Linked DNA regions of Zea mays: region 2 is linked to region 1. The links are chromatin contacts, called in public Hi-C maps. All regions are on one chromosome and are shown on one strand. Each heading gives the region's core, a stretch centred on a gene start, on an enhancer-like site or on the middle of the called end of the contact. The rest is flanking DNA. Distances are from core to core; before and after follow the strand shown. Region 1 holds the start of LOC100274211. Region 2 holds the start of LOC100274253.

Region 1 (4,826 bases), core at 901-3,400:
TGACGTCTACCATTCCTGACTTGTTGATCTTTTGATCTGACGCATATCCACGTCGGCGTGAGGAACTGCCACCCTACTAGATGGATGGCCGTGTTGAATTGGTGATCCGAATTCTAGATAAGAGGTCGTGTTAACAAGAAAAGCAGAGACCATCGTCGGAGACTTAGACCGAAGCGGAGCGACGCTAACTGGTCTATGGACCAACAACCCTGCATGCCATGGGTGCAGGGGACGGAGGCCTCGCGGTATATATTGTTGACCCTGATTAGGGATTTAGCGGCGGGCGTTATTATTAGTACTCCTCTTGTTTGTCACCGTTCAAGGATGCGTTCTGTATACACTTCACATTATTGTGAAGGTTTTAGCTGGCTAGTGTTTTTGGTTTTTCCTTCCCATCGAGGCCTAGTTTGGGTACTATTGGATTGAAGTGGTTTGGAGGGATTGAAGAGTGTTTAAATCCCCAATAGATCAAAAACTCCCCCAATACATCTCAATACACTTCAATCCGTCTCATTCCTAGAGTACCCAAACTAAGCCCGAAGGGTTTTCGATGTAAATCTATGCTCTATGGTTTATTGGTTGATCTACTTCGTTTTGTGTGCCGAGACTGCTACGAGGCCGCAGGCGTAGGTTGATCGACACGGGTTGCGCGAGTCCAATTCCTAGCCAGACAAGTAGTAATACTCCTACAGTCCTACTTAACAGGTAACAGATGCGCCACGCCACCGATGAATCCCCGGCCCATTGCCATGTACTAGGTGAATGAGACAGAAGGTGACCATGAGCATGACACCTGGCGCGCGTGCTCTTTAGTTTTGGTTCGAGTGCACTGCCTGGCAAGGCAGGGCAAAAGAGCCAAAGAGGGAGACGTACGGCCGTCGAATCGAATGCATGCGATTCCGCCCGTGCGATGTGAGGTGACGTGCGTGCATGGCGGGTAGGCAAAGCCCCCGCCCGTCGGTTTCATTAATGAATCATGCCAAATGGACGTGCGCGCAGCAACGAAGTTACGAATTGACCCGCCGCCGCCGGCCGGTGAGGGTGAGCGAGAGCGAGAGCGAGAGCGACCTCATCTGATCGGCTCCGCGCCTCGACCTGACCGACGCAAGTCGCGTACGGTAATGGACAAACCGTTCGGAGCACTCTTTTGACAAACAGATCGCCGGCTACGTTTGTGCTAGCAGCGCAGTAGAAAAAAAGAAATTCTGAAATGCTTGGCCCGGGGTTTCGGTTGGTTGATTAGTTACCGGGGCTGGAGATGCGCCAGCTGCCGGCGGAGGCCGGCGAGTTGCCGCCGCTGCTGGCGGTGTCGACGCCGGAGAGCGCGTAGTAGGAGGGGATCTCCACGGTCCAGTCGCAGGGGAGGTCCAGGCCCAGGTCGCGGCACGCGCGGACCTCCTCCATGTCCATCGCCACGCCGCCGCGGCTCGCCGGGGAGTCGCCGCCGCCGCCGAGGACCACCACGGGCACCACCTCCTCCTGCAGCTGCCGCCGCTGCTTCCGCATGCGCCACGCGCGCTCCAGCCACGCCTCGCGCCCCATCCGCTGCCACCGGCGCTGGTGCTGCCGCTGCCGCCTCCCGCCGCGCCCGTCGGCGCCGGGCGGCCACCGCGCCTCCGTCTCGCTCGCGTACTCCTTGGCGCTCGCCCCGGGCCACCCCGCCGCCTGCGCGCCGCGGTCCGGCGTGCCCGGGAGCGACGCCGATGACGGGGCCTGCTGCGGATCCTCGTACGGAGGCCACGCGCGGTACGCGGTGGCAGCGTTGACGTCCGACCGTTCCGGCACCTCGAACTCGTCGTCCTCTTCCTCGTCAACCCCGGCCTCGTCGTCGGCGTCGCCGCCGTCGGAACCCTCCAAGGACAGGCGCGACATGCGCTTGCTCATGTCCCACTCCTCTTCCTCCTCGTCCCCTTCTTCCTCCTCTGCGATGGTGTGGTCGCCGTAGTAGTCGTCGTCGTCGTCGTGGCCCATGACGTCCCGGATGGTCGGGTGAGGCAGCGGGGCTTCCGTCGACGGGGAGGCCATTCCGAGCGGAGCAAACTGACCTGACAGCGGGGTGGGCAACAAGCAGCCAAGAGTAGAGAACCAAGTTGATCAGAGAAGAGAAGACTTGCGGAGCTTGCTGGTGGAGGGAAGCAAGCAACTGAGCGCATATGCGATATATATATTCGCAAGGCAGAGTGTGCCTGCCTACCGCCGGATGGGCTTATATATTGCCTGGAATTCCTAAACTCGGAATGGACTGACTGGGTGTTTGGATCCCTTCATTTTAAAGGAATTGGAATTCACTCAATAAAGTAACTTATTTAGTTTAGAATTTGATATTCCACCACTTTCCAAAGTTTAGATATAAGCTTATCTCAAATTCATAGGGTGGAGGATAGGAAATGATTTTATGCATGAGTAGAATTTGTTTCTATTCTGTAACTTACATGACACTCTTTGTTCCACTCTTCTATAGTAAAAATATAGCACATAAATATATAGGACATCTTCCTAATAACAGTATACAAATATATTTCGTATAAAAGCGAATTAGCTTAATTGATATATGTCTAAATTACTATTATTAGAATGGAATTCAATTCCACTTATCCAAACGGACCCTGAAGGAAAACTGGAAAAGCTCCTAACGGGTTACCAAACTGAATTGTACTATGCAGGTTGTCCTAAAAACTAACAAAAAAAATCATTAGCCTGTTAACCCGAGGAAAATGCTTGCAGATTTGTAATCCTCTTCTGGAACTTTCGGGGTAACAATCAAATGTTACGCAGATTGCAGAGAATCGTTGTAAATTCTGATCGTTACAGTTCGAATCAGGTTAATTAGCCACGTAGTCTTTCCCAGTGGAGTTCTTGTTCTAAAGAAACCCGTGTTTCTGCTACAACCATATAAGGCCTTGTTCGGTTAGCTTTCAATTCATATGGATTAAGTGTAATTAGGTAGTTTTAAATCCTAAACAAGTCAAAGTTCTTCTAAATTTTTTGAATCTCATCCAATTCATATATAATAAGAATAATTGAACAAGATCTAATGAAAATTAGATCGAGCCTCCCCAAGCCGTGCATTTTCGAAAAGCAATCGCGTCTCGTAAAAGGGAGTCGGACCACTGCACGTCGGCACCATGCCACCATGCCATGCTGGACTGGACCAGTCTATGTGGGGTTGGGTCGTTGGGATCGTTCTCCAAACCCATCATGCTAACGTTGTAGGAAAAGATGTGACCGACCTCGTCACGAAAAAATAAGCATCTAGATGTTCCATGCCGGTGGAAAACTGGCTTCCGCATTTCTGCTTGCACGTTAGCCAGGATATAGAGTGTGTAAGAAATGTGCACAGTACGAAGTAGCGAAGGATTTTTCGTTATGGATCATTGTGGTTTGCAGAGTTCAACCACAATCTCTGCACCTAAAAACATGAGAACATATCCTCTGCACATGAATTAACAAAGTTTATAAAAGATTTTGAAAAGAAATCATACATATTCTTTCCACCCTGCTCTAATTATATACTCCCTCCGTTTCGTTTTATATGTCGCTGGATAGTACAAAATTGAACTATCCAGCGACATATAAAACGAAACGGAGGGAGTATAAGATTTCAAGTTCAAATTCGTTATACTTTAGCTGCAATAAAAAAGAGGAGATTTTAGACGATTTTTTATTTTAAACTTGTCAGAAGTTTTATCTTTTTATCACTCTTTATGTAATGCCTTGATCTGTTCTATTCTAGCATATCAAGTAAGGGCATTGTTGGCGCTGATCTGGACGCCAAACACTTAGAGTGAACCACATGGTGGTGCTCTCTGCGGAGGCGCGGACGGTCCGCGGCCTGGCGCAAGAGCGGCTCCTTCCCTGCGTACGCCCGGACGGTCCGCGCCTAGGGCCGAACGGTCCCTGATGGCGCAGAGGATCTTCTTCTCCGTGAAGAACCCTAGAACTCGCCTCCGGGTAGATCCTATCGATGAGGAGAGTTCTAGGGGTTGCTCCGGGGTCGAAAGGCAACCCAGGGCGTCCCTAATCGGCGTAGAGTCGAATAGAGATGGTTGTGAAAGACTAAACTAGGGCTAAACTAAGGCTAGATTACCTGCGCAAAAAGCTATACCTGCGCAAAAAGCTGAAGAGCTGTCTGCAATGCCGAAAGCTGAAAGAACTGAAGAGTCAAAAGCTGAAGGGACAAAAATATCAGAAATTTTAAACCCTTCGACAGAAGTTGGAGTGCCACAAGCTCAGAAGGGTCCGGCTGTGACCCCCAAAAGGAAAAGGATGGTTAATATTTTGGATGTACTGGAGACAATAAAGTCTTCAAGCTCTACGCCGAAAAAGTTGCCGAAGCTCAAAAAGCACAAACTGAAACAACAGCTTCTGGAGGCGAAACTACAAAGCACCAGGCTGAAATCAAAACTGGACCTTCAGAGTCTGCCAAACAAAAATCCTTGGAAACCGAAAGAGAAAGTAAAAAGGAAACTTTAAAGCAAATTCTGTCTGAAAAAACTCTTTCTTCAACTGCCGAAGCACCTTCCAAATTGCATGATTATATTGTGCGACATGCTTCGGGCAAAATACTATCTGAAGATGAAAAACGAGAAGCTCATCATTACGCCCAGAAATTAAAATATCCGAAAGGGGCGTTGATATTCAATGACAGTGGAGAAGAGGACTTCTTGTACTGTCTCCCAGACAGCAAGGAGATCTCTGTCTGCCGGGAGATGGCAAGAAGCTCCGGATTCCCAACTCTAGAAGATGGGCTTTCAGTTTTGTCAAAAGATGAATTGGCCGATAGCTTAGCATATAACAGCTTAAAGGTGAGAAAATACACTTTTTGC
Region 2 (4,826 bases), core at 1,018-3,517, 460 kb after region 1:
GATAGACTAGTATATTTTTTTAAAATATAGACAATGAATAATTAATTGAAAGTACTATTACTACAACAAGTGACTATAAAAATTAGCATACAAAGATATATATACTATCGTTTAGATGATATCATTATTTCTAGCTAATAAGTTCATAAATCATATAATAATACCATCACATATTAAGAGCTTTTTTATATTTCGAGTTATTAGGTCTATTCGGGTTTTATAGGTTAGGAACCGAACCCGAACCCATAACCCGAAATATAGCACATATAGGAACCGAACCCGAACCCGAAAACCCGAATAGACCAATAATTCGGTCTATTCGGGTTCGGTTCGGGTTCGGGTTCGATTTTCGGTTTTAAAATGCCCACCCCTATACACGATAAATCCACGCAACATGCGCAACAGGCGCAATTTTGGCTCGCGTCAGACAGACAGTGCCTACAGGGCATGCAAAAAATACGCGACTCAGCGATGACGGTCTGACTCAACGGGAGCAATCCAATTAATGGAGAGCGCGACATAACAATCACATGACGCAGCCAAGTTCGAACGGCACAAATACTGCGTCGTGTTGCCAGGGCGCAGCCAGTGCTCAGCCAATGCCATAACTCGGTCGATTAATAACGTAGTCTGATCGACGTGTCTGAGTACCCACTATACAATTTAATCGCTCGGCGTGAGTTCAAAAGCTCAACGCAACACAAATATTTAGAGCGATTTGAGTATACACAATATAACCTTCACATGCATTTTAATAATTTTCTGCTAATTATTTACTACGGAAAATAATTATTAATGCAGAAAAAATGAACATCATAATTAATATATGAACATAACACATCAGGTGTAAAAGACATTTCTCCATATTTAAGCATGCATTTTCTAATAATTATTTACTGCAGGAAATAATTAATTAAAGTAGAAATTACTACGTAAAAGTAAACATACAACTTTAACTTGTTTAAATTCAACATGAATTTATTTATATAAAATAGGGGGCCTACTCGAGGAGTCTTGCATGGATAGACCGCTGGAAGTATCTGCGTCTGGTTGACTCGTTCACTGGTCAAAGGGAAGTGGGCCCAAATGCCTTTTTTCATGGCACGAACGCATGGAATAGTGCGAACACTTTTTTTTCTCTCGTACGTCCTTATCTCCATGCAGCACAAGAATAGGACTTTTCATCTCCACGACTCCAGGCGCACAAGAATAGGATAGGACTTCTCATCTCCACGAGACCACGACATGCATGACTGGCGGATGTAGCTCCCAGGGCAGTCGGCTCCGGCGCGACTGCAGGCGCGGGCGCTGATCCTGGCGTGACAGCCAGCACGGTTGCCAGGGCCGCACGACTGCTGGCGTGGGTGCGGCTCCTGGCGCGGCCATAGCTCAGGCGCACGGCTTTCGACGTGACGTGAGCATCTCTGATGTGCGGGCGAGCGGTGCAGGTCCGACGCGCGGTCGTGACTCCAAGGCGAGCACGAACTATGGTGCTCGGGGTAGATCGAGAGGAGCCCCACTGGACATGGTGGGCGATGACGAGATTCCACCAACATTAGATTAAAAAAACAATTATACCGTTCGATTGCGTAGAGGAGTAATCGAAGACTGTCGCGTAGGACTGTTCGGCTAGGCCGGGGACCTGCCGGCTTGACGGAGAGTTGATGCAGATCTGATCTCGCAGCAACATCGAGGTAGAGCGTGCTGATAACGTGTTGAGAACTACGTTACCACGGATCACCAGATCCGCTCCATTCCCTCCCATCAGCAGTAGAGACGCAAGAAGCTGTAGAGAATCCGTCTCCCTTCCCATAAGCACGACAGAAGAAACACACGAGACACAGGATATATGGTTGGACCTCTGGCCTCTTTCTGATCTCTGTCTTATGAAGGGGTGTACATGTTCCTTATATAGAGATATGAGACCCCTCAGGGGCAAAGTCGGTATTTGCCCACATAACCCTAACTAGGGTTACTTAACAAGGAGCAAGCCTGTGCTTGGGAAAGTTTGGAAGACGAATTGACGACGCCACGTACGTGTCCCTCTGGCCCGCGAGCCCTCGGAATCAATCGAAGCGAGTGAGCTGCTGGTATGGGCTCGGAGCGGCCCTGGGAACGTTTGGGCTGTAATGACCTGGTTAGAATTTATGGGCTTCTAGGCCTGGTTGAAACTGGGCCAAAAAACGAGGCTGTTTTGATGACTGGTCAGGCACTCAGGCCTTATATACAACCTGGAACGACGGTCACAAACCGAGGCCCAGCAAAATTTCCCCGTTCTTGCTTCCCCTCCGTGTCCACTCTCGATCTTCCCTTCCCCCTCGGCGCCGGTCTCCAAACCCGCTTCCGCAATTCGTACCGCTTCCGGTTCCGGGGGCGGGCGGGCAGCACCGTCTCGGCTCTCGGATACTATGGCTTCCGGCGAGGGGTGGGAGGCGGCGGTGCGGGCGGAGGTGGGCGCCGTTGCCTGGTGGGACGACCTGGACAGCGCCGACCTCCGCGCCAGGTTCAAGGCCTTCACGGGGCAGCGCAGCGACTGGCCTCAGCCCACGGTCCTCTTCTGGAAGGACCTTCTCCTCCGCGTCGCCAGGCGACTCCGCGTCTGCTCCGCCCCTGCCCACCACGTATGCGTCCCGCCCACTGCCGGACTGCCCCACTAACCAACCCACCTGAGCTCTCTTCCTCTCTTCTGAATGTTCTGACGGGGCGACGCCGACAAACTGCAGGTGACGAGCGCTTGGTTCGCGCGCCCCGGGGGGCTCACGCCGCTATGCTTGCCGCAAGTTCTGGTCTGCCCGTCGTACGGCTGTCTCAGATTCTCCAGCTGTTGCGTTAGGTCATGGGAACTGGATTTTGAATTTTTTTTTTGGCATTTTTCAGGAAGAGATGCGTGCGGATGGGGACGTACTGCTGAAATCCGAGCTGATTGATCCATCCTCAACGAACCTGCACCAGCTGGTCAGGAGGGTGAGACTCATGACCATCAGCTCCAGGAAGGCGGTTTGGCAGGAGGATATCCTCGTGTTCAAATTGTTGATTGAGGTACGTGAAATTGCTCGACCCAAGTGTCTTTGTTTGGTAGCATACAGTATTTTTATTTGTTTCTCTGCTAGTTGATTGCAGGAACGAGCTGCCGATATTGCTAGGCAATTGAGTGACTCTCATTGGACATCGACATGTGTTGTCACGATTAGCAAATTCAATAGCTTCTTTGTTGACATGGATGATGCTCATATTGCATTATGTTTTTTGACGCAACATGGGAAAGCTAGGTACCTTTTGGGCAGGAAACAAGACCCTATTGAGGCATGCTCCCTTTTTTCTCGTGCATTATGTTATTCTGCTGAAGCAAGTGCCCACTAGCATGCTGCATTTTGTTCAGTTGGATTCATGCCTGCAGGGTGTCAAGGTTGCACTCACTGCTTCACAAGTTCCTGCTGTATCCAAACTTGACCATGACACCTTGCACTTAGTCTGGACAGAAGAGAAGTTGCAAGAACAGCTTGATGTGCTTGATCGACGATGGGAGATGTAAGTATTTTTCACACTTTGGTCTCTGTTGTTTAAATGTACTCCCTCTGCCCCATTATATCTGTTGTTCTGGCTTTATACCAGCTACAAGAAAGATTCTCTAAATCTGGACATAAGTTGGGTCTGGATGCATAGAACGTGATGTGAATCTAGACACCCCAAACATTGTTATTAATCGTTTAAGCGTCGTTTAAGCGAGAAAACATGATTAGTAGTTGGAACATCCGAGCGTTTTAGGTAAGCCGCGTAGAACGTCCGTTTCGAGTTTAAGCGTTGCTTAAGCGTCCTAATCGCGTTTTAGGACGTTTTACGCGTGCTGAGGACGTTCTACCCGTCCCGGGCCTTTCCTGGGCCTTTAGGTTTTTCTCTAGGTGGTTGGACGCACGTCGCCCTCCACTCTCCTCTCCTCCAACGGCTCAGCCGGCCGCCGCCCTCCTCTCTCCTCTCCTCCAACATCTCTGGCGCGTCTCTCCTCTCCTCAGCCATGGAGGCACAGCCGGCCGTCGGCCGTGGAGGCACAGCAGACCTGCGCCACCGCCGGCCGCCTACCCCACAGCAGATCTGCGCCCAAGACCAGCAGCCAGCCAGCCATCCTCTGCGGCTCCACTCCGCCAGCGCCCTAGACCAGCAGCCAGCTATCCTCCACCTCCACTGCTCTCTATTTTGATCATTTGGTGAGTACCGATTTTGCTCACAGTGAATCAATCATTCGATCTCTATTTGATCAACCATATTGGTGAGTACTGAACTACTGATTGTGCAACCATATTGCTCACAGTGAATTTCAATGGCAACAAATAGTGAGGCATTGTCTGTCGGTCAAAGTAATGACTCCTATGACCCACTCAAAGATCAGTCACGAAGGCCAAAGTCAAATGATCCAGGATGGAAATATGCTCATGGTCTTAATATTGATGAGTTCGATGATGGTTACTGATCATGCATAAAAGTCGTAACTTGTGTGGTTGAACTTGATCTGTTTCTTTTTATGCTATTTGGTTTGTGAACTCAAGTACTCAACTTATGTATTAACTTATTCTATATTTGAACTTCTATGTCAAGTCTGAAAAGACGTTTCAACGTTCGTTTAAATGTTTAAATGTTAAAAAGGTGGTTCATAATGTTTTACCGCTTTAATAACCATGACCCCAAAACACTGCCTAGACGACAGATATAATGGGGCAGAGGGAATATCTTTCGTGTATCTCAACTTTCAAAAGGACTGCCTTTCGTGTATTGGTTGGTTGTCTTCTATAGATTGCAAACTCCTGAAGAGTACATGACCCAGCAGATGATAC

Evidence for each region. Hi-C and Micro-C count contacts between places; a contact is called where the count stands out from the background.
Region 2: a Hi-C map of ear shows a contact between it and region 1, with 3 times the contacts expected there. The contact joins the promoter of LOC100274253 here to the promoter of LOC100274211 in region 1. A contact is called at or near these places in 3 of 25 Hi-C or Micro-C datasets (ear, root tip and tassel).

What each region holds. Positions count from the first base shown.
Region 1 is chr3:48,765,795-48,770,620 of Zm-B73-REFERENCE-NAM-5.0, forward strand. LOC100274211 reads right to left here and starts at 2,151. Exons shown (of 2, transcript NM_001148583.1): 1 at 1,248-2,151. The coding sequence starts at 2,025.
Region 2 is chr3:49,221,752-49,226,577 of Zm-B73-REFERENCE-NAM-5.0, forward strand. It overlaps LOC100274253, which reads left to right and starts at 2,268. Exons shown (of 8, transcript NM_001148619.1): 1 at 2,268-2,621; 2 at 2,724-2,786; 3 at 2,878-3,039; 4 at 3,121-3,303; 5 at 3,398-3,528. The coding sequence starts at 2,409.